Regions from separate parts of the Mus musculus genome. Here region 2 is linked to region 1. A link is a contact called in public HiChIP or PLAC-seq data. All regions are on one chromosome and are shown on one strand. Each heading gives the region's core, a stretch centred on a gene start, on an enhancer-like site or on the middle of the called end of the contact. The rest is flanking DNA. Distances are from core to core; before and after follow the strand shown. Region 1 overlaps Gm31449 (a long non-coding RNA gene). Region 2 holds the start of Dmtf1 (cyclin D binding myb-like transcription factor 1).

What was found. HiChIP or PLAC-seq counts read pairs in DNA pulled down with a chosen protein or histone mark.
Region 2: a contact with region 1 is called in an H3K4me3 HiChIP or PLAC-seq map of intestinal villus epithelium, with 8 read pairs. The contact joins the promoter of Dmtf1 here to the enhancer-like site in region 1. A contact is called at or near these places in 1 of 484 Hi-C or Micro-C datasets (MC3T3-E1-derived osteoblasts), 2 of 115 datasets of contacts at active chromatin or transcription factors (intestinal villus epithelium and large pre-B cells) and 3 of 9 other capture datasets (adipose tissue, liver and pancreatic islet).

The regions. Positions count from the first base shown.
Region 1 is chr5:9,077,937-9,085,858 of GRCm38.p6, reverse strand. Gm31449 (a long non-coding RNA gene) reads right to left here. Exons shown (of 5, transcript XR_868245.2): 2 at 4,927-5,024; 3 at 2,761-2,892. Among named protein-coding and RNA genes, the nearest start is that of Gm31449, 8.2 kb to the right of the region's middle. Within about 2 kb of position 5,253, at least 5 of the 459 cell types and tissues checked have an H3K27ac peak or open chromatin away from gene starts, as enhancers often do. A contact at or near this core is called in intestinal villus epithelium, where this site is marked.
Region 2 is chr5:9,157,431-9,165,352 of GRCm38.p6, reverse strand. Dmtf1 (cyclin D binding myb-like transcription factor 1) reads left to right here and starts at 3,577. Exons shown (of 18, transcript NM_011806.3): 1 at 3,577-3,739. Gm46901 (predicted gene, 46901) reads left to right here and starts at 4,443. Exons shown (of 1, transcript NR_166570.1): 1 at 4,443-6,836.

The DNA.
Region 1 (7,922 bases), core at 4,004-6,503:
AGTCATTTTGTTTTTTATCCAGGGCCTGACTAGAGCTAGGCGAGTGCTCTACCACTGCCAGCTTAATAACTGGGGGATTCCATTCTGGGTTGATCTGTGAGAGTCTGCTTGGGTGGTAGTTTCTTTATCTCTAAGAAGAAAGGTTATAGATTACCTAGCCAGATCTAAAGTGCAACCATGCTATGAGAATAGAGGGACAACTTTTTAAAATAACCTGTACAGTGTAGAGTATGGCAAACCCTTCTCTAGCATCTCCTCCATGGGCGTCTTAGAAAACAGCAGGGCTTTTAGCAAAGCTAAGGCTCAGTGCTGTTCTGTTACTGCAGACTGATACTGCAGACTCTACTGGAGTTTCTCTCTGAGGCAGATGAATAGCAAGAACTATAACCCTGAACAGCTCTCAGAGCTGTTTCTTTTACAATCACAGAGAAAGGAAAGTCCCTCCTTTCCCAGGGCAGTTGTTCGAGTAAAACAGAACACAGTAGGTGAGCCGTGGTTTTATTCTCTGAATGGCTACTCACTAGAACAGCCTCAATGGATGAAAAGCAATTAAAAGACATTTAGTGACTGATTTTTAAAATGTATTCATTGAAGCCACTCCCTTTGTCAGCCATCTTAAAAAGATGCAGCTGTGGTCCACTCCAACATGTGAGTTACCCCTGGGGGAACACCACTTGGGGTAAGCTAAGTCCTTAACTATGCTACAGAAAAGAATTTCAGGATTAGTCAAAGTAAAGCAAAGTCATTATGTTTATTAGGTTAAGTGATAGTACAGATTTTATACTTCATCATGGGAGAGAGAGAGCGAGAAAGAGCGAGAGAGAGAAAGAACAGTACACAGCAAGACATGGGTGCAGGCTTCTTGCTCAGAGAATAGAATTTCAATAAGGTTGGAAAATTAAGCAAGCTAATCTTGTGAGGTTTGTAAATGCAGTTGTAAGATGTTTTGTGAGGAATGTTGTTTAAGATTTAGAGATGAGAGAAGAATGCGTATAAAACTTAAGGGCAGGAACAAGCTGGGTCTATAGAAACATAGTTCATTTGTTGTTGAAATGTCTTTGGGAAAGAAGGCATTATTATCTCTGCAGGCAATCTTGGCTTCATCAACTGTATTCAATTTTTTTGACTCTCAGCCACCAGGAAAAGTATCTCTCAGGCTGAGGGACTTCCCCATTTTCCCAGGTCCCTTTAGTCTCCTCTTTCTTTTCTGCCTTGCTCACAGATATGGCTAAATAGACTCTTAAGTAGACCTTTCAAATAAGTCCTCTCTTTTCTTCTCTCCCCTCCTCTCTGTGTTGAGGGGTGTTTAAAGTCTCTTTCAAAAACAAAGTCTCCATGGTAAATTGATGTTTTTATCCTGAAGCACAGTAAGGAACAGCACAATACGGTGAAGCCCAAACCTGACAGCCTTGCCTTCCCACAGTTACTCTCTAAATAGACACAACAATGGAGCAATCACACATCTTTTCTTAGGATAATGCCACCTGTTTATTTTTAAGATGACAAGGCAATACAACCTTACTGCTTAAAAAACAATGTTCATAGTGAAATATAAATGAATATGAAGAAGTAAATGGTACTGCTTGCCATATTGTGATGTTCAGTCTGGTCAAAGGGCAGAGACTAAGGGGTCTGTGGAGTACTCAGCTATAAGTGAGACATCTATGTGTCACATCCCTAACCCCTAAGGCTTGAAGAAAGGGGTGGACAGACTAAGAGGGATGGCTCTAAAACAGTCTTCTAAGCATGACAGGTTGCTGCAGTAACCAGCTCTCAGCCTCTGTGGCTGCCTGCAGGTGACCTGAGAGGCATTATAGCTCTTTGACTTCCTAAGTGTAGAGACGCAGCACAGCAGCACCTGGGAGGCTGGCTCTGTTGGTAAAGTGTTCAATACTCAAATACGAGGACTCAATTTCTGTTTCTTAGCATCTATACATAAGTGAGTGTGATGGTACATGCTTATATTCTCATCTAGGAAGCAAGAGATTCCTTGGGGTTCAATGGTCAAGCTATCCAGGTTAACTAATGAGTGATCTCCAGGTTCAGTGAGAGATCCTGCTCCAAAACTTAAGCTAGGGAGCAATAGAGGATGAAAAGTCCAGTTGATATCTGGTCTCCATACTTACACATACAGCTGGAACCACATACACCACACACACACACACACACACACACACACAAGCGCGCACAAAGAGAGAGAGAGAGAGAACACCACATATAAATACAGAAAAATAAAATAAAGGAACAAAGAAACCCAGAGTGAAAACTCATTGTTTTGCCATCTTTACTAATGACTGTTTAGTTAAAAATAAATAAAACATTGCAAAACAGGTTTCGAGGTCAATTTGTTTCATCTTCCTAACAACTTTTGAGATTTTAACTTTTAAGAATGGTAAGATTGGGAAGTAAAGCAAACACAGATTTTCTTGGGGTTGGAGAGGTGGCTCAGTGGTTACTGTAGGAGGCCTGTAGCTTCCTGTGCTCACAGACAAGCACTGGGGAACTGGGAATGTTAAACATGTCTTGTTCTCTCTCCAAAGGGAGAGATTTGTAGCTTGGATTCTACCCAGAAGGCTGGGAGTAGAAGTGGACAACAGCCTGGTGACTTCTGTCCTGCCTGTGTGGCCAGGGCACTCCGAGTCTACTTCCAGACCTTTATCTTGAGTTCGTTCATCTTAGTCATTGCTAAAGTCCCCGAGCCTCTTGTCCGAAGCATTGTTTATCTTGCTCCCATTTTCTCAGTGAGTCTATAGAACCTACCTTTCTGGAAGATGGCACTTGCTCTTTACAAGAGTGTTGATGAAGTCAGGTCTTAAGCTTTGTTGTACACATGAGATTGAGTACTTGTCACCAGGAAATTTTTTGTCCAGATTGTGCTGTGTTTAAATATGTCTAAAATAAAGTATCCCAGTGTTAGACTTTTGAAGTTTAAACTAATTCCCGAAACTGAACTGTGTTAAACCAGGCTTCCTTCTTGACTCATGTGGATTAACATTCTGCTGCCATGGTGTTAGCAAAGACCCCCTCAGGAGAGGAGCATGTATTACAGAGTTTAGTTCTCAGCACTGTATCAGGTGGCTCACAGCTACCTGTGACTCCAGCTCCTGTGGGGCTGCTTCCCTATTCTGACCTCTACACGCACACGCACACGCACACGCGTGCGCACACACACGCACGCACACACACACACACACACACGCGCACACACACGCACACGCGCACGCGCACGGACACACACACACAGATTTTAAAAAGAAATTATTTTGTAATATGTTCAGCAGTATTCATACTTTTTTCCTTAAGTTATTTGTCTTCTTAGCAATGAAAATCTTAGCACCACTCCCTATGGCTTTGCAATGAGAGCAAACATATGTTCCTGAGCTTTATTTGGGGAAAAGTTATTAGCTCTGAGAATACAGGAGGGGAGGAACCCCATCTATACCACCCAGTATGCTGCTTTCTCATCCCATTTTAATACCAATATGAGCACAGTCTCTAAATCTCTAATGCAAACACCTTCTTTCACTAACAGGTTTTCTGACACTGTGATCTCAAAGATCTGTCACACCAAACCTGTGATTGTGGCTGTGTGAAAAAAAAAACATACACCAAGGGTTGAAGATGTAGCAGTAGTAGATTTCTGCTGCCTACACTACGTATAGTCTTGAGTTCAATGTCCAGCCCCTCTAGCCCTCCCAACCCAAATACTTGTGGAAGATTATTCAATCACAAACTGAGGAAAATTTTATTCTGAATCAAGTATACCAATAATGGGGTTCTTCAGTGGGAGAGAAAGACTGGTCTCAGTTCTGAATGCATTACGAAGTAGGGATTTACAGCTAAGGAGCAGAATGTAACTCAGTGAATAGAAATTCACCAAGTGGTATTATCAGGAGTAAATAGATCAAACAGCTATAAACTGGGATAGATTCTTGCTGAGGACAGACCAAGATGATCAGACATTACCCAGGGTTGGTGGAGGATGAGAAAACCAACAAATGACGGGCTTTGATATATAAGGTAGAGGGTTCTTAAGTTTCAGGAGCCTGAGTAAAGTTTTGTGAAACATCAAAACTTTGTGAACTATGAGAGATGGAATGTTTACATCTTCCCAGAGTGCATGTGGTAAAGATGCTCTCAGAGCCTGCCGGTCAGTCAACATGAAAACCATGACTGGGTCAGTGAGGATGATTATAGGAAAGGCAGAAAGAAGATGCAAGAGACAGATATGGGAGGGCTACTGGTCAATACTACTCCAGCAGCGAGTGTATTTCCTCAGTATCTTTTAAAGACAAGCAACAGAAAGCATGACCAATTCCAGGAAACAATGACCACAAATGCTTACATGGTGAGTTATGGTACATAGTATCTATGTTTGACTAAGGCCATTTCCTTCAGGCTTGGACAGTCTCTCAAGGACATATGTGTAAACTGAGGAACTTGGCAGAATATAATGCATGTCTTAATTAAAACAAAAGACAGATGTTAGTAGACTCTTTCAGGATTAATCATAAGCAAGAAGTCAGCCAAAGTTATCTCTAGCTGTGCTCCCTACATGTCTCCCACACCCCCTTTTCTAATCTATATAAGCCAAAGCTGTTTCACCTATTGGCACAGAAAGACTGGGCCTGTCTTAGGCATCCCCTCAGGAGGTGTGGACCTTATCCGTCATCAGTACATGAATCCTAGCATTCATGCCCTATCTTAGGTTGATCTACCACTGAGAGAATCTTACCTGACTTTTTATCTGTAAGAGCTGCACACCTTATCAGTCACAGAGCAGAAAGTCGTGCCTGTCTTAGGTTGCCATCTAAAAACACTGCTTTTACCTGTCATTGGCACATGAGTAATCTTGTATCTCGTGGCCTTTCTTAGGTTGAGAAGGTTATCTCACTATAAATTAGAAAGTTTTCAAGATGACCTTACCTGTCATTGACTACCAACTTCTGCTAGGAAAGACTTCTTCTGGAGCTTGATTTGTGTAACTCTGCTTTGACATCTGTAAAAGCTCTGATGATTCCTCTCTAAAGAACAGGTAACAGACATGCCATAAAAAGGATCATAAGGGGGCTGGAGAGATGGCTTAGCGGTTAAGAGCACTGACTGCTCTTCTGAAGGTCCTGAGTTCAAGTTCCAGCAACCACATGGTGACTCACAACCATCCATAATGTGATCTGACGCTCTCTTATGGAATGTTTGAGGACGGCTGCAGTGTACTTATATATAATAAATAAATCTTTAAAAAAAAAAAGGATCATAGAGCCAAGTCCCGTCACACCCAATAAGAGAGGTGTAAACAAGGGCCATGAAGGCAACACAGCCTGTAATTTTTTTCAGAATATCATTTGCAATGCTAGCAGCATCAAAAGACAAAGGCTTTGCATTTCTTAAATCCACAACCTCTTTATGCAGGGCTAATAAATCTAAATAAGTATTAGTAATATGCCATATACATTGAAGTTGCCTTTTTACTCTCATTATATGCTGACTCTCATCATAAATTAGATTAGGGATGCCCTGTGCTATGGTTGTGAGATTCCTGTTATAGAGATCTACATAGGTGAAATATTAACATGAAAGTCCAAAGTGCCATCTGGAAGTGGAGGACTGTGACAGATTCAGGGACATGTGAGACTCTCAAAGATATTACTCATGTTCTAGTTTTTAAAGCTTAGTTATAAATATGCATTTGTTTTATTGCCATGCTTCATAATCAACACAAATTATATCTCTTTACATAACAAACATTTCATACTTTTTATGTAAAAAAAAATCACAAAGTCTTCACTGAGTTCTTTCAAATGTGTGAGCCCTTTGATGGAATGCTCTGCTCTTTGCTCTCTGCTCTCTGCTTTCTGTTCTCCTCTACCTCAGCTACAGTCAGCTTCCAACACCAGGAGGCCCTGGCCTCTCTACCCTGCTTTACATATGGTGGCTCCATATGTAAATCATTCTTCAGGACATTTGTCTCAAAATTTCCTTGTAGCCAAAGTCCCTTGTTGCAAAAATATTGGAACATTTTCTGGGTATGTTGGCAACCTTGAGCTGTTGTCTTTAATGTCAGGAGCCATTTTGTCTAATTCTGTGGAAGCCTGCCTGTCAGGCAGAGTCAAGGCAGGTTGGGGTCTGCTGGCAGATTTCCTGGCCTGCTGACACACGTTCAAGGTGAGGGGCTGAACATTCTATTAATCTTGGTAAAAGAACAGGGAGGCTTCCAGATGGGAACAGATATCCAATGCACATCAACCATTGTTTCTGCTAGCTTTGGACTTTGTTTCCCATGACAACATAAAGTATATAAAGCCTATGAGAATTAAACTCGAGGCTGCCGTACTCACTGGACAACCCTCCTATATATTTTTTCCTCTGAGTCATCTTTCCTATACTCCTCCCCATCCCTATCTCAGAGGACTGTCCAACTTCATACTGGCAGGCCAGGTGCACCTCAACAGTCTTGTTCCCTAAAATCCTCACTGCACTAAGAAACATTAGGATTCATTTATTTACAGAAGAAGATTACTTGTGAAGCACACATGCTCACACCACCATTCTGCCATAAACACAGCTCGCCCAGTGCATTTTCCTTCATTCCATCCCTTTCCTATATTGAGGGTATTCATCTTCTCCTACTTCACCAACTAACTAAGGCTTACAATACTTTCTACTTATACAGGGCACTGAGTCTGGTGGAGCCCATCATTCTATAACAGGGCCAGGCTTTCTGATAGCAAGAGTAAGACTAGCTACTAGCTACTCTAGGTTAGGTGCCAACTCCTGGTCCATTTTTCTATTCCTACAAACAGCTTCAACATCCCTTCACTTGCTCGCCAATGGCAGGCCCTCAGGATGGTGTGCTCTAGCTAGAATTGTGGTACCCTCTCTCGGATACTTTATTCATGACAAGAACCTTGGTTTTCCTTGAGGATTGTCTTAAGAATGCATTAACATAGGATGACAAAATCAATGAGAAGCTGACACCTAGAAGTTTAAGAATGGAGCATAGAACTGAATACAATAGTGCATGATATTTACAAACATTGAATATTGTTTCATGACATTTTTGTTTCCTATGTGTTTATGTACAGCAATGTGTGTGTGTATATATATATATGTATGTATATATATATATATATATATGTATATATATATATACACATATACATACATACATATATATATGTGTATATGTGTGTGTGTGTGTGTGTGTGTGTATATGATCTTTACCAACTGAGATGATACTGAAATCCATGCCCACCTGCACAGCTATACTGGTAGGAGCCAGCTGACATTTGATCTCTTATGGATGGGCAAGGTTGTGACTTAACATTTTTTTTTTCAAAGACTTCGGGTCAATGTGTGTGTGAGATGACTCAGTGGGTAGTGGTGTTTGCTGCTATGCCTGATGATTGAGTTCAGTCTCTGGGACCTCTGAGTTTTACATGGGTACACTTATGTCAAGGTGTATGTATAGACATATGTGTGTGTGGTGTATTCAAGTATATATATATATATATATATATATATATATATATATATATATATATTATGTGTGTGTGGTGTATTCAAGTATGTATATATATATATATATATATGTGTGTGTGTGTGTATAATATATATGTGTGTGTATGTATATATGTATGTGTATATATATACAAAAAATAAAAATATAAAAGTCTCAAAGATACTATTACCACAACTCTATAGTTAGTCATCATTGTTTGACATTTAAAAATTTTAAATTAGTGTACACGACACTGTGTTTTATTGTAGCATTTTCTTTGAAACATTCTAAAATTACATATACTTTCTTTCTCTCCCCCCCCCTTCTGTGTGTGTGTGTGTGTGTGTGTGTGTGTGTGTGTGTGTATACACATGTGTGGAGGTCAAGATAACTTTACCAGTGGAGTCATTTCATCTGCCCT
Region 2 (7,922 bases), core at 2,328-4,827, 81 kb before region 1:
CAGCGAAGGTTAGTAGCCTTCAATACATTGAGCATTGTTGTATTACCAAGTGTTGGGCAACAAAAGGTCTTTCCAGCAGCAAAGTACTGAAGGAAAAAGAAATTGGCTTAACTTCATCTCCATTGTTCCGGGAACAACAAATGGAAGCTTGACTTTGCCAAGACTTGAATTCCTTCGGGAATGACACTAATAAAAGACCAAGACCTCCGGATTGAATTGGATGTGAGGTGCTCTGTAGGCTGCACTTTTTTTTTTTTTTTCCTTTTTTGGCTTTGTAGTTTTCCTTTCTCAGTTAACATCTCACACTCTAACATTCCACGTTCCCCAGCAGTGCGGGGCCAACTCAAGTTTACAGTCCCGACTGAAAGTCACCCTGCTTCTAGCTTATCTGAACCCTGCGCCTCACTCCTATTTATTAAGCATCACACTACCAGGGAGATGAACTTTGAGCAAACTGTGCAATTGATAAAATATACTCTGTTCTTTACGTTCTTGCTATTGTATCATACATAATAGTATCACTTTTTCTACATCTTGGTCAAATAAATTTTTGCATATTAAAAAAAAAGAAACAAAAAGAACTAAATCTACAAGCCTTGCTAGATTTTCTGACTCAAGAGTTTTAGCCTCTGATCATACCCTTTTGCACAATCACACATTTGAATATGGCCTCCATAAACCCAGGGTAGGGTTCTGAATCGCTTCTGGATATCTTAAGATATATACACTTTCGGAATGTGACACATCTAAAGATGGCATGGAAGCTCTATACCCTGTCCTCCATACGTCTCCCTCCGTATCTTGTATGTCAGTAGAGTGCAAGCTTACCTAAGATTCTGTGGATAAGAATAAGCTGGAAGTCTGAAATTTAAGTGTGACTACTACTTTGGCTTAGTGAAGATATTTATAAATATATATATATATATATATATATATATATTAAGAGCAGTCAGTAATCTTAACCACTAAGCCATCTCTCCAGCTCCTGGCTATGTTTTGTTTTCATCATGAGGTGACACTTGCCAAAGTATATTTTTGAAATAGAGCAGGGTGAGTAGGCTACAATTTTGAGTGTACCCCTTGCTTGTGTGACCTGGACACACTCTACAACTGCATTTGGTTCCTGAGTAAAATGTTACTCACTTGTAGAACCTTCAATTAAGTATTTGATTACATGAGTTTAACACATATGAACAACACACAGGAACACAGAGAATGTTGACTTACATTATTCAAGTTCAGGGTTATTTAGCCCTTTCTTAGCATTTTTTAACAAAGACTTTTTTTAACATTCACAAAATTAAGCAGGAAGTAGAGAAAATTCCTACATACCTCACGGCTTCCCACACACACACACACAATCAAGAGTGGGCATTTGTTATAACGAATGAACCTATACTGACACACCATTAATACAGAAGATATAGTTTATGTTAGAGTTCATTCTATTTTATCTATCAGACCTGTGGGTTTTGCTGCAACTATAAAGGCATGCTATTTCAGCAGCACACAGAGCCCTTGATGCTATAGGAACCCCCGCACATTATTCATTTTCTCCACCCCTGGATGCACTAATTTTACTGTCTCCATAGCAATGCCCTTTACAGAATATCACCACTGGCAGATTGAATGAGAATGGCCCCTGCAGGCTAACATGTTTGAATGTCTGGTCTCTGGTTGGTGAAATTCTTTGGGAAGGATTAGGTGTGGCCTTGTTGGAAATGGCATGCCACTGGGTGCAGACTTTGAGCTTTCAGAAGCCTACACATACCCAAATGGCTCGGCAATTAAGAATGTAAGCTCTCAAGGACTGTTCAAGCCCCATTCCTACCTGCCTGCAGCCATGCTCCCCTCCGTCCGTGATGATTATAAACTCATCATTTAAAACTGTAAGCAAGCCCCAATTAAAACTTTCTTCTGTAAAATGCCTTCACCATGGTGTCTCTTCATAACAGTAGAAAAATAAGACAATCAGAATGGCATAGTCTTAGCATACATCAATTTTTGGATGATTTTTCTTTACTACGTAACATATATTTTAATTCTTCACTACTTTAGTGCCAAATAAAGTTCTGTTGAATAGATGTGCCTGCTTGTTTATTCATTCACCTCCTGGTTAGCCTCTTGGTTGGTTGCATGTTTTGGCAAATGTGAATAAAGCTGCTGTAAAAAACTTGTGATTCCAAATTGCATTGGCCATCAACTCCTATGAACCTTGCTTGATTTAAGAGTATGCCTGATACATCTAATTTCACTCCCCTGGGGGGAAAAAATGATTTTCCCTTTCCCCAGATCTACCATTTGCAAACAGCTTCTTGATTAGGAATGGGACTTTGTGTATCACTAGTAGTGAAAGGAAAGCAAAGTATAACGTGTATCTGCTGAATCATAAAAGCAACACCAATAGGAACCCCAATGCTCAGAATTGTGTATCTTAGAACTTTTGGGTTGGTTTGGTTTGGTTGAGATGTGTTCTATGTAGCCAACACTGCCTCAAAATCCAGTCTTCTTTCTGCCTCAACCTCTTCTCTGCTGAAATTAATAGGTTCGAACAATTGTGCCCAGCATGGGGCAAAAGGCAACTTTTTTGATGTTCTCATCATAGAGTCTGCACTTTTTGTAGCAGTGTTTATGGCAGAAAACCACATCTGACCAGTGTGCAGTTAAGTGACTGTAGAATGCCTATCCCTAAGTGGGTTTTTATAATGCAATCCTTACACCAAAGGTATAGGAGCGTTGCTGAAGATGGGGGGCAGAAAACTTGAAAGAGTCAGGGGAATGGGAAGACTTCTGTTTTAACACCCACCACTCAGCAGCTGTGGTCCCATGCATACCACCACTCCACTCCACATTCCAGCATGGATGGCGAACAAGGTTCCATCTCTGGCTAGGGAGCTACAAGCAGTCAAGACTGCTGAGGAAGAGTCAACTTCCTTCCTGAAGAGATCAGATTGTTTTCCCACGTCCAAGCGGGGCGCAGCCCTACACTGAAGTACATCTGGGCTACATGTGTGTACCCAGAAATACACCCCTACAATAGGACATGAATTTGAGTCGGGGGCATGTCAGGGAAAACACGGGGAGGAGTTGGAGTGGATAGGAAGGAGTAAATATGGTCAAAATGCATCTATTCATGTATGAACCTGATTCTTAAAGATTGGCATGGGAACAGGGCTTCTATTTTGTTCATCTCTAAGAATCCAGAAAATAGAGCTGCACTCGGCATAGCTACCAGCACTGAACTTTAAATGCATAAAGAACTGTAGTCTCCTAAAAGCGAGGTCACACTCACGGAGGTCACCTTTCACAAGAATTATAGAGACACACCGCTCCCTCTTCGCTTCGGAGATTGCGGAAACTAAAAGACAGATGGTGCAGACGCCTGCCAAGGGAAAGACCCTCCTTTACGTCTATCACCCGCCACAGCTCGACGGCGACCGTCCGACCCTATCGCTCGCTGAGAATGGCGCTCGATTCCGCAGCAACCCATCAGCTTGCCGACGCAGACGGAAGTGACGTCGGGGGTGGCGCGCGGGCCCGCCCCCCAGGAGAGGCGGGCCGCAGGGGGGGTGCTGGGAGGGCGGGGGCGGGGCGCGGCCTCGCGGCTCCGTTTCCGGTGGCTGGTTGCGCTCGCTCACCCCAGCTGCAGCCACTCTCTCCCGCGGCTGCTTCCTCCATCCTGGTATTTTTTGGAGCCTCCATCCTGGTTCTTCCAAAGTGCCCGGACCCAAAACAGGAAGTAAGTGCGATGGAACCTTCAGGTCCGGGCCTCCGCCGCAGCCGCTCCGCCCAGTGCGGCCGAGCCGGCCCCTTCGCGGGCCTTGGCTGTCGCCGGCTGGGTGCCGCGGGCGGGGTCGGAGTCCGGGCTTCGCTTAGCCGCCGCGGCAGGCCCCGCACGCCGCGCCCGCGGTCTCCGTCGCCGGCTCAAGCGGCCGCTGGCGGCTGGAACTCCCGAGCGATCCCTGGGGCGCAGCGGCGAGCCGGTGGGGGCGGAAAATGGCGGCGGGCTGGAGGAACTAAATGGCGCCGGGACCCCTGGGGGTGGGCCCGAGTCGCGGAGGACGGCGCCGGGGGCCCCGCGGGCGTGTGCGTGCTGGGCGGCGGAGCTGCCAGCCTGGCTTGGCTGGGGTGCACTGAGCCCCCTCGGCTGCGTGGGTGGGGTGGGCAGGGCAGTGGGGGCGGGGGTCGTCCCAAGCCCACCATTTCTCCTCGGCTCGTTTGGCCCGTGAGCCCCTCGCCGGTTGGACTCAGCGAAGGAAGTCATGGTTGCCAGTCGGACTTTCTCTTTAGAGACCGCGCGGGACGTGGCCTGGGGTGCGGGGAGAGTCCTGGCCCAGCCAACTAGTAATTGTCAGGATCGTGCGGAGCAGACCTTTAGCGTTTCAAAACCCTCTTTGGCCCTCTAGCAAGAACTTTTTTTTTTTTTTTTTTTTTTTTTTTTGAGAATCTCCCCGCAACCTTAACGAGTTTTACTCCGAAAGAAGTGGTCCAGTGCCATCCTGTGCTGTTCAGTGATACAGCATATGTTTTTATAGTTAAAGACTTCGGTGTAGCTAAAGAAAGAGTGATAGCCCGTGATTGCTTTTGTCAGCCCTTGTACCTCTTTCTGACAGCTAGACTTCCTTTGGGACAACCTCCAAAGAAAAATGCATTTCAGTACTGTTTGTGATGTGTTATGTCTTAAGCTAGATGTACTGACTTTTATTAATTAGAGCTATATTTTCGTGTTGTAAATAACTTTTGTGGCTTTTAGGCTGTAAATTAAGAAAGAAAAGACCTTTGATTATATTGAAAGTTTTACAAACATCAAAGGCTATTTTCCTTATAGATTTTCTATTTCTGGTACTGCAAATTTCTTTAGGCCAGTCTTAAATTTACCTTAATAATTCGAGTAATTTACTATAACATTTAAAACAACTATAATAACAAAATATTACTAGCTTTTTACTGTGGTAGAATAGTGATACAATTTTGTATATTTGGTTAAACTTAGACAAACTTAAAATCCATTTCAAAGATTGTTATGTTGAGTGTACCAGGTCAGTGAGAGACTAATGATATTCTCCACAGACGTGAAAAAACACTCCTATCTATATGAAGAATATTATTTATTATTTTATGCTTTTATCCCACTACTGTCTTTCCCTGGTGCTTTTGAGTACCATCAAGTAAGCTAACGTTTCTTCATTACTTTAGATTATGATAGTCTTACCCAAACTGTTGTTCAGGGGGATGATCTAGAAACCTGCCTGGTCCACTGACTCTTTCAGTTGAGGGAGACACCTGGTATTGTTACCATTTTCTTGTCATATCTGTATGTTTAGCAGTTTGGGGGATACATACAAAATACACTTTTTTCCAAGTATTCAGGTTTTAACTTTTCGAAGGAGGAAATCAGTTTTAGTCTTAAGGTTTGAGGTTGGAAATAGAGTGTATCTGGAAAATAGTTACTAGTGTCCTCTGGTTGGTCTTTTCTTCCTTTCTTTCTCTCTTTCAAGTTGTGCTTGCCTATATCATTCTGTGTCTGTCCCAAACAAAGGCCTTGCTTTGCATTTATTAAATAGCACAGAAAATGTTTGGGAAAGAACTAAACCATGTTATCAAACTATATCCATATTTAGCATTCAATATTTATAGTAAATATGTTTTATTTGGGGTTGCTTTCAACCTGTTGGTTGCTTTCAGCAATGATGATCAGAATATTCACAAATTATTCTGGGTCAGGACCATGGACAAATACATAATATGATTAAAATTATGCATTCAGCTTATGTTGGAATAGCTAATTCCAACATACGTGGGAAATCCACAGCATTATAAGGTTGGCTACATTTTTTTGGTATTTTTGTTGTTTTTAAAGATTCATTTATTGTTATATGTGAGTACACTGTAGCTGTCTTCAGACACACTAGAAGAAGTCATCGGATCTCGTTGAGGATGGTTGTGAGCCACCATGTTGCTGGGATTTGAACTCAGGACCTTTGGAAGAGCAGTCAGTGCTCTTACCCGCTGAGCCATCTCACCAGCCCGGTTGACTACATTGTTATCATAAAGGAGGATTAAACTTAAACAGGCTGAGCACACAGAAGGATAGTGGCTAAGTACATAGTATTAAATGTTCTTGAGCATGTTAGTAGCTTGGCTGAAAGAACTAGCAAAAGTTCAGTCTCTTCAAAGATGGAATATTGTCGTAAAACTCCACAGTTTTCATCTTAGTCTCTTGATTTGCAGTAGTTTATATTAGCATCGATGAGGATACATGCTTAATAAGAAACACGCAACCCAACTAAGTATGTACAGCCTGGCTGTAAACATTAGGTTAAGGCGAGAGCCAAGTGTTTTTGGAAAGTATTGAGGAACTGGGAGACTTTCTGTAAGTTTATATCTGTCAGTTGCAAACATACCAAGACTTTAGAAGAGCATCCAGATTAAGGAGGATTCTGTAGTGATCATCTTAGCCATCTCTCCACACAACCAACCTCCAGTGTTTGTAGAGACTATGCTAATGTTCTCTCAAGCCGGGAGTTCTCATTTTACTAATTGAGTACATTCTCTTCTTGCCATAACTCCTCTTGAAAGGATTAGTAATTTGTATGCTTAAATGAGACACAGTTTCAACTAAGGTGGTACATAAATAAACCTAGAGCCAAATGTTATCTCAGTGAAGTACAGAGACATGTGGAGTTTAATGCCTTTTGTATCATTTCTACATTTGTCTTGATGGTAATTTTGCTTTGTGCAGAGAATTCTTGTAATCAAAATTAATAAAAATTAGTTTGTTTGCTTTGATACCATAAGGGTAAATTGGTTCAACTTCAATAAAAGGAATCTATTTATTGTGTCTGCCTTTTTTCTAGTTTGTGGAAAGATAGCCCACTCCATAATTAAATTCCAGAAAGAAGTTGTCAAGAACAAGTATCGTGGCAGGTCCTATATACACTTTTTACGTCATACCTTTTAAAACACCATTTTTGGCTATACCAACAGTGAGGCCATTTTCTTCTAACAGCGGCATTTAATCTAACCCTTCCCTCACTGTAAGGTGTTTTATGTCAAAGAAATGTGTCTTATTAATGTGTTTTAGGTTTATTCATTGCCTAGTGTATTTTAGTATTTAGTATGGAAATGTGATTTCAATATGAACTAGTGGAAAGAACTTGGTGATAATTTGTATTTAAAAATCAGATTGTGTTTTACAAAAGTGCTGTTTTGAGAAGATATCTTAGAATATAATCAAACACTTAAGTTCTTATATCATTGTTAAGTAGATTAGATAGGCAATTCAATTTTATTATCAGGCCATGTATGAAGTTACATACTTTATTTAAAATCATCCACATTACCATGTAATTTGCTTTATTCAATTACAGCATCATTGATAATTAAATCAACACTTAAAGCAATTAAAGCATTACATTAAATTCCATTTAACAACCTATTGACACTTGATGATATGTTAGTATTGGCTTACCATCTTTCAATGGTAATTATGTACATACATAGTTCAATCTTTATCTTGATTTATAAATCTGCTTTTCAGACTTTCTCACAAAGTATACAGAAGGATTTCCAAGAGTCCAGAGCTGTTACTGCTAGTAGGGAATCTTTTGCTCTACCTGGATAGGAATCCTGAATAGGCAAAGAGTCTATTGCCAGCAATGCTGGATTCTGGAGTACCCAAGACTTAGGGTCTGGACTGATGTATGATGAGCCCCAGGCACTAGAGCCCTATTGATCAAGCTTTGACTTTAACCCAAGACAGCTCTCCCAGCCAGGCCTTCAGGCTAGAGGCTGAATGGATGCTCCTGATTTTAACTGCCAGTGGCCACAGCACTTGGCAGCTTTGGTGATCTGGTTCAGAGGTAAGCAGTACTGTTAGTCTTCTAGCTCGTTACAGGGTTAGGGTGTCAGAACCCTTGACT